Regions from separate parts of the Rattus norvegicus genome. Here region 2 is linked to region 1. A link is a contact called in public Hi-C data. All regions are on one chromosome and are shown on one strand. Each heading gives the region's core, a stretch centred on a gene start, on an enhancer-like site or on the middle of the called end of the contact. The rest is flanking DNA. Distances are from core to core; before and after follow the strand shown.

Evidence for each region. A called contact is a pair of places that touch in the nucleus more often than the background predicts.
Region 2: a contact with region 1 is called in a Hi-C map of psoas muscle, with 5 times the contacts expected there. The contact joins two enhancer-like sites. A contact is called at or near these places in 12 of 12 Hi-C or Micro-C datasets (the A7r5 cell line, the Rat2 cell line, Schwann cells and 7 more) and 1 of 1 datasets of contacts at active chromatin or transcription factors (oligodendrocytes).

Annotation. Positions count from the first base shown.
Region 1 is chr7:47,191,060-47,194,899 of GRCr8, forward strand. All of the region lies in intron 1 of Nav3 (neuron navigator 3), which reads right to left. Among named protein-coding and RNA genes, the nearest start is that of Nav3, 86 kb to the right of the region's middle. Within about 2 kb of position 1,527, at least 8 of the 93 cell types and tissues checked have an H3K27ac peak or open chromatin away from gene starts, as enhancers often do.
Region 2 is chr7:47,361,625-47,365,388 of GRCr8, forward strand. It overlaps a transcript of Nav3 not described here. Among named protein-coding and RNA genes, the nearest start is that of Nav3, 85 kb to the left of the region's middle. Within about 2 kb of position 2,492, at least 4 of the 93 cell types and tissues checked have an H3K27ac peak or open chromatin away from gene starts, as enhancers often do.

The DNA.
Region 1 (3,840 bases), core at 277-2,776:
GGGGCGAGAGGAAACAGGGAGAAGACGGGGAGGAGTGGAGCAGAGGATGGGGAGCTGAGGTTGGAATGGAAGGTAAGAGGAAAAAGGTAGAATTTAAAATTTAAATTTAAAAAAATAAATAAAACAAATCATTTTGGTTCTTGGTTCAGACATAGACACAAATAGCAGAGCTAAATTAAAGGTAAAGTTGGCAAAACACTGCAGGGGACAAATGACATGCTAGAAAATATGTGTAAGAAGGTCTCGTGGATGAAACACAGTTTCAAAAGGATGGAGGCGGCTGACTCAGAATTTTTGGCCTCTGGTCTGACAATTAGTGATAATCTGATCAACAGAACTCTTTAGCACAGGTCAGGGGTTCTTCAGAGCCAAGACCATCACCTAAGAACATGTATGAACCTTGAAGAAACTATTTATTTACTTTTATGTGCACTGATGTTTTTCCTGCATTTATATTTGTATGAGGGTGTCAGATCCTTTGGACCTGGAGTTTCAGACAGTAGTGTGACACATGAGGGCACTGGGAATTGAGCCAGGGTTCTCTGGGTGCTCTTACCTACTGAGCAACCTCCTCAGTGTCCATGCATGAACGTTCATGGATGTACATTGTCTGGACAGACCCAGTTCTACTGTTTCACAGGCTGTGGATGGTGGGGCCAGGAAACTATCCTGAGGCCTCCACAGGCTTCTAAAGTAGGCTGCTGTTTAAATACTTGCACAGATATTATTAAAAATAATTAGATTGTAAAAACTTAAGGACCTCTCAACACAGAAGGCACATTTGTTTCTGTATTCATAGACTACACAATAACATACCATACTTCTTGTATGTCCAAGAAAACACAAGCCAACAACAAATGTTGTTGCAAAACATTCATCCCTGTGTTTTAAGCCCTTCTCATTATTAGAGATAAAATTGGTAAATTTTCTCAAGAGAGAAATAACATTCTTCCCTTTTCTTTCTAGCTCTTCCTTCCTTCCTTCTTTTAGGTCTTCATTTATTATCCGTTGGCACGAGAGAAGACCACACTTTTCATTTGCTTAGTCTTAAATCGCTAAAGTTACAAGTTGAGAACGTCCTGCCTGTTGTGTTATAAACCCACAGCAAAAGTAAGGGAACTCAGACCTCAGCAGCCCAGTCCATTTTGTGCTGATAGCAAGTAATGGTGAACATTTCAGGGTAAAAGAGACATTAAGGCACAGGTTTTCTTGAAATTTTCAATTATTTCTTGATCTATGAGTTCTGTATAAACAAACAAATATACCTACAAAAAAGCCCAAAAACTATTTGGAAGAAGTTTATATGCATATATACATATAACATATATGTATGCATACATATAAACATTACATTACACATGGTGACTTCTGACCTCTCTCTGTTAAGGTCACCTTGACAAATACATTTTTAAAAAAAAAAATCAATGTATCAGCTACCTTTTTCTCTTTCACTACATGCTATAGCTGGAGAGAACCACTAGGTGGCACTAGGGGAACACGCCTGCAAGACAATCGCAACAGTAGATGAGGGCTTTGTCACACTGCGAAGGCAAACAACTGTCATAATGAAAGAACCACAGGAGCACAACAGAGCAGCGGGACTTCAAAGTCATCATATTAATGGCCACCTTAACAGCCTCCAAATCTCATCTTAAAAATTTTTCATTTTAAATGGACCATAATTGCCAGATTGCTGAGGATATCACATGAATCCCTAACAAAAGAGTTAAGAAAACGATCTCATGAAGTGGAAAACAAACAAACGAAAAGCTGACAGGCTTATCATCATCCTATGTCATGCTGAATTTAGACACAGAAAGGTTCAAGTCCCCAAACTATTTTAAAAACTATCTTCCTTTATGAACTTTTTCCCCAGTCACTGAAGCGACTTATGACGATCTACGTGCAACACAGGCTAAGACATTTTAGCAGGAATGGAAACTACAAGCAGCAAATATTCTCCCGAGACAGGGAAGCTGACCTAAACTGATGTGCATTTCCCCCATCTCTTAACCTTCCCACTCAGCCTACCCACTTCCCCCGCCCCAATAACGTTAAATTACTGAAGGTTTTCAGATGTGGAAAGATTGGAGCCTGGAGTCAGAAGCACTGGGCTCCTCTCCCGGCCCCACCACTTACTAGAGAGCTGGATTTTCCTTCTCACAAATGTGGGGATCATATGCTTATCTTCCCTGCCTATCTCCCAGGGAGGATTAGCTGTAATGGGAAACATCTGCAAAAGCAAAGTCCATCACGCAAGACGAAGCCTCGCTATTACAATCAAATGGAATGTGGTATCTATGAATTACATTTTAATATCTATTCTACAGTCGCAGGCCACTTTCAAGTTGTTGTTTCAAAGCAGTCCGGAATTATTTTAAACCATTGCACACGTAAATACTAAAATGGCTTGGTTGGGTTTTCATTATCTTCTTAGCAAACCTAAAATGTTTTATCTTTACGCGCTACCATTACGCTGAAACTGTTCTCTGTTCTTATTTGACATATTACTTGATATGGCCAAAGAAAAATATATGTCAGGTACAGGCCTCTAATGTGTCTTTATAATTGATTGTGTTGCCCAGGAGAGACAGCTCTGTGCGGACGATGCTTGCTGTGCAAGCTTGAGGACCTACGTTTGTGTTGCCAACACATAAGTAAAAGAAAGTCATGACACAGGACGTTTCTGTAATCCAGGACAGGAAGATCAGGGAGAAAAGGATTCTGGGGTCTCACGGGTCAGCCAGCGTAGCTATGTGAGTATAGCTTTGCCAGTGAACTCCAGGTTTATTGAAGGTACCCTTTTACAAAACTAGGAGAACGATAGTGACAAAGGAAGATAGTGACATAGGAAGACAGTTGACATCTATCTGTGGCTTCTACATGCACATACATACATGTGCACGCAAACGTGAACCTATACATGTCCATGTCACCATACACACTTCAGTGTAGCATAATTCTTATGCACTCAAAACTGACTTCAAAATGCTGGCTCACCGATATGAAAGAAAATTAGTAAAACGAGTAAAACAAACAAAAACCAGTGTCACCCATTGTTTGGATTCCCAGAAGAAGGTCGGTATGATTCTGCGTTCAAAGTGTAAACAGGAGACTCCTCGTCTGCTATCCCCATGGAGAAAAGAATGGGTATTAAGAGTTTTAGGTTGAGGGTGCTGGCCAAGACACTAATCATCAATAATGAGCGGTAGTGGGAACAGGGCTAGCATTCCACTCACAAATAGTGAAGCTTCTATTGCAAGGATAGAAGAGTGAGTAGAAAAGCCCGTGCATGCCCAAACTGCCAAACTCAGGTAAACTAACTGCCAATGAAGCAGAATATTCCTGAGGTAGAGAAGTTGAAATCAGGGATTAACAAGGACCAGGATGCTCTTAGACGCCCCCATGACATTAATTAAATTGTTTTGAAGAATTGGCCTCAGAAAGGGCCTATCCGTTCTCCCTTCAATGAGGGAAAATACAGAATCCTAAAATTATCCAAAGACACAGGGTCTGGCATCTTCTAGAAGAATAGGTAGTTGTAACTCCATGCTGAACTAAAGAACAGGTTCGAACGAGCAGAAACTTGTACTTCAAGTTCAGTGGCAAAGAGACTCAGGGAGAGCTTGAATGACATTGCCACACCTGCTCTTATGTCATAAGGCCATGCCACTGAAGCCAAACATTTATTCCTCATGTGTCAGTCACCCGTAGATCCCACTTAGACCAGTGAGTCTCTTTTATCTAATCAAAGAGTGCTGTTTGGGAAGTTAGCAGCAGACAAGTCTTGAAACTGTCCTTCCTGTCTCTGACACACACACACACACACACACACACACA
Region 2 (3,764 bases), core at 1,242-3,741, 170 kb after region 1:
AACAACCTTGGCCGTGCCCTTGAGTAGGAAGTGTGATGTTCCTGGTGCTCTGTGTTTACTTTTACTCAGCGAGGACAGTCAAGGCTGTCACATTAGGCAGTTCTGTGAAGCAGAAATATTTTTAATAGAAATGTTCTCGAGGCATTGGCTCTGGGCTGCACAAAGTCCCTGGAAATGGGACTTTAATGTCCCATACAGTCTGCCTCGTTCCTTCTACATTTGGAGCCCTAACAAACAAATAAATAAATAATAAGGCAAATTGTGCAATTTTCTGCATGCCTATCTTTGAGGCCAGGTTGTAAATCATCTGTGTGGGCTGTAAAATTATATCCCATACACAGATCTCAAACCTCAGTTGTTATTACTGCCTGATCTCCGTGAGTTTCATTGATTACTGCTTCAAAACTCAGTGTTAGTTCTAGGTACTCATTATGTGCAGACAGAGGACGTTTTCCTTAAAACTTATCATTTGCTCAACCTATAGCCAGAATCTGGGAATTAGGGCGGCCCAGAGGCCTTGGGTTTCAAGTGCACAGCAATCCTGAAGATTTAAAAGACTGTAAACGAAGATTTCAAATGCAACAAGAAATCAGGGAAAGGAGAAATGGCTATTTCATAGAACACAAAGAGGTAATGTTAGGAATTTGACAGGTTCCCAGAATTCCTGCTTCTAACATTACTTCTGTCTTCACAGTACCAGTGAACAAAGATATGCCCGTCCTTACTGGATCCAAGTTCAGTGTGCTATCCCTGGAGGCTGTTTGGCACTGAAGTGTTTTTCAGTCGTTTCTTTTTTATTCAGAATCTCTTCTTAGCTATTAGGTGATTTTTTTCATCTCTAAGGTAATAAATATAGGAATCTATGAAGATGGGTCAGTGGATAAAGTAATTGGCAAGTGAGGACTGAAGTTCAAGTGCACAGGATGTCAGCTCAACTGGCATCCCAGGATTTCGAAGGAAGGGATGAATTGAAAAGGCAAAATTTGGATTCACCAAGAGATCTTGCCTCAGTAACTAAAACTGGAGAGAGGTTAAGGCACTTGGCATCAACTGTGAGCCTCCACAAACACATGTGCCCTCACACATAAAAACACACTTACATATCCAACATGCAAAATCTCCAACGGCATTAAAATTCCAGAGTGTCTTTACTGTCTGTCTTTCCTTCCTTCTAAATGTCTAGAGTCTATCAGTCAAGCTGTGTTTACTCCCTTCCTTCCTTATAATCTTCTGTAAGGTCTTCATTCATTCTCTAAACCAAAATTAAGAAAAGGAGAAGAAAGAATAAAGTGACAAAACCAGATCAGTAACACTTATTACTTCCCAACGAGTTTGGTGCTGAGGAAACTCAACCATCCCCGTCCTTGGGGCAGCTCACGGCCGCTTTGTTTCTGTGCTGTTTCCCACGGAACTCTGCAGACTCCACGATACATGTAACTGCAGTATTTCCTCTTCTCGACTGTGCGACCTCTATTTGTCAGGTGATGACAGGCAATGTTCTGGAACTTTGCGGTATCTTCTTGGGGTGATTGCAGCTATGTCCAGGTTATACATGTTATGTTTACTGGCGATCCACACAGGTAAACGTGGGCCCATATATCCTCGCCGACTTTCTCCCAGCTTCTCTGAGACTTTAAACCAAACACTGCATTTTTCCACAAGGAAGTTCTCACAACACACAGACTCAGGATCTCTCCGGTTAAACTGACTTTTTTTTTAATCTCCCGAATAACTACTTTTCCTGCTTTCCCCATTAAGTCAAACTGTCCTTCACCCTTCAGTTCTGTTTACCCAGTCACAAATACAGGAATGAAGGCCCTGTCCCTCTTTCACACTTCCCCTAAGCAGCATTAAGTTGCCTCCTTAATGTCTCTCCTATCAGTCCCCTCCCCTGCTGGTGAAACTTTAGATATTAACCAATGGCAGTATCATACGTTTCCTCATCGCTCTGTTCATATTTCATAGTTCTGCTTATTTTCATATTATTGCCGGAGAACCCTTTATAAAAACAAGTCCCAAACCAATCACACTAGTTTCCCAATTCAGTGGCTCCTTGCAATGCTCAAGCTAATGTCTTAACGTCTTCAATACAAGTCTGACCTAGTTCCTCTTGTCTCTAGGCCCTTCCTCTGGAGCAATGCTCTCTGAGTCCAACTCTTCTGAAGAATCGTAATGTGCATCTCGAAGCCCCATCTGTTCTTCATTACATATCAGCATCCCAACACTGTGGACCTCTTTGGCAAACCTCGTCAACCCTACTATATGACTCCTGCCCAGGGCCTTAAGGGCAACTCGGGAGAGTAAAAGACACTAATAATCCCCGATAAAGAAATCATAGCTGAGCAGAGACACCAGGCTTTTTGCCGTGGCTCCAATCCACACGTTACAATTTTAGGAGTTTGATTTTTGTGGCTTTTTTTCCCCTCTCTTCACTTTGTTTTCAAACTCTTTCCTGTCTGCTGACTCATACTCCCATAAGCCAATTCGGACTTCTCCCACAGGAAAACGCTCTTACCCTCCTGCTGACGGCAGGGTGGGCCTCTCTGTACTTCAGTCTGGCCTTGATGGCTTCATTCTGACTGCAATTGTGCTACATTTGTAGTTTCTGCAGGCTCAGCATTTCAACACTATTATTTCTAATTAAAACATAATTTTATATTAAAAACACTACCTGGAACATTTTAAAATACAATAAAGCTGGAAGGATTTCACAAGAGCAGCACAGCAGTCCCTTCAATGGGTTCAGTTCACACAGGACAAGACTGCTAACTCATTTCTCTATTAATTTCTTAATTTTTCTCCAATGGACCAATGCGAACTGCATTCTTTACTTCACTTGCAAGTTCTGCAGTCTCTTCACTTCCTGTAACAGGAAAGCAGATTCTTCTTTCTCTCCTACTTTTGCTTTCCTTCCCTAGTAATATTCTCCAACCACAGCGTGAACAGAAACGAACGTGAAATTAGAGAAGCCAATCAAGTTGGTGAGTGGTTACAGACTACAGATAATTTGCTTTCTCGTATTCATGACTGGGTATCATAGAAATCATTGCCAGTTCTAAAGAAGCATAATCTTCTACCACGTTCCCAACACAGATGCGTAAAGAAATGTCTATTAGATCATCTATGAAATACAGTTAACCAAGTGGTAACTGCATTTCTTTCCTCCAAAAGATCCTCCTTAGTACTCTTTCTCCCTCCACAGACAGAGCTCATTGACCTAGGACCAAAAATTGTCTTCGGTTTCTCTGGAAATCACTCATCCCCTCTTCTGTGTCAGATCTCCTGACTTCTTACGAGACTGAAAGCAGTGTGGGACCAGAAGAGAGACTCATTTTCTTGGTGTCCTCCATCTCCTTTGGGTCATATATTCTTTCTGCTTTCTCTTCTACAGGGTTTCCTGAGCCCTGAGGGAGGCGTCCCTTGTTGGACTATGTGTTCCATGGCCTCTCATTCTGAATAGTGTACGACTGGAGATGTCTATATTTGTTATCTGCTGGAGGAGGAAGGTTTCATGATGATGGCTAAGCAAGGCACTAATCTAAGAGTAGAGCAGGATGTTATAATGGGAGTCATTTTATTGGTATCTTCTTTTGCATTTTCTCTTCTTTTTCTTCCTCTTTTCCTTCCCCTGCCCCCTGTATTTTGGTAGAACAGTAATGGTATTTTGTTTTACACTAGGTCCTAGCATTATCTACTATCAGGTTCTAGGTCACCCAAGGACTGAAACACATTTTTTTTTATTATTTTCTTAACAGAAAAAGGGA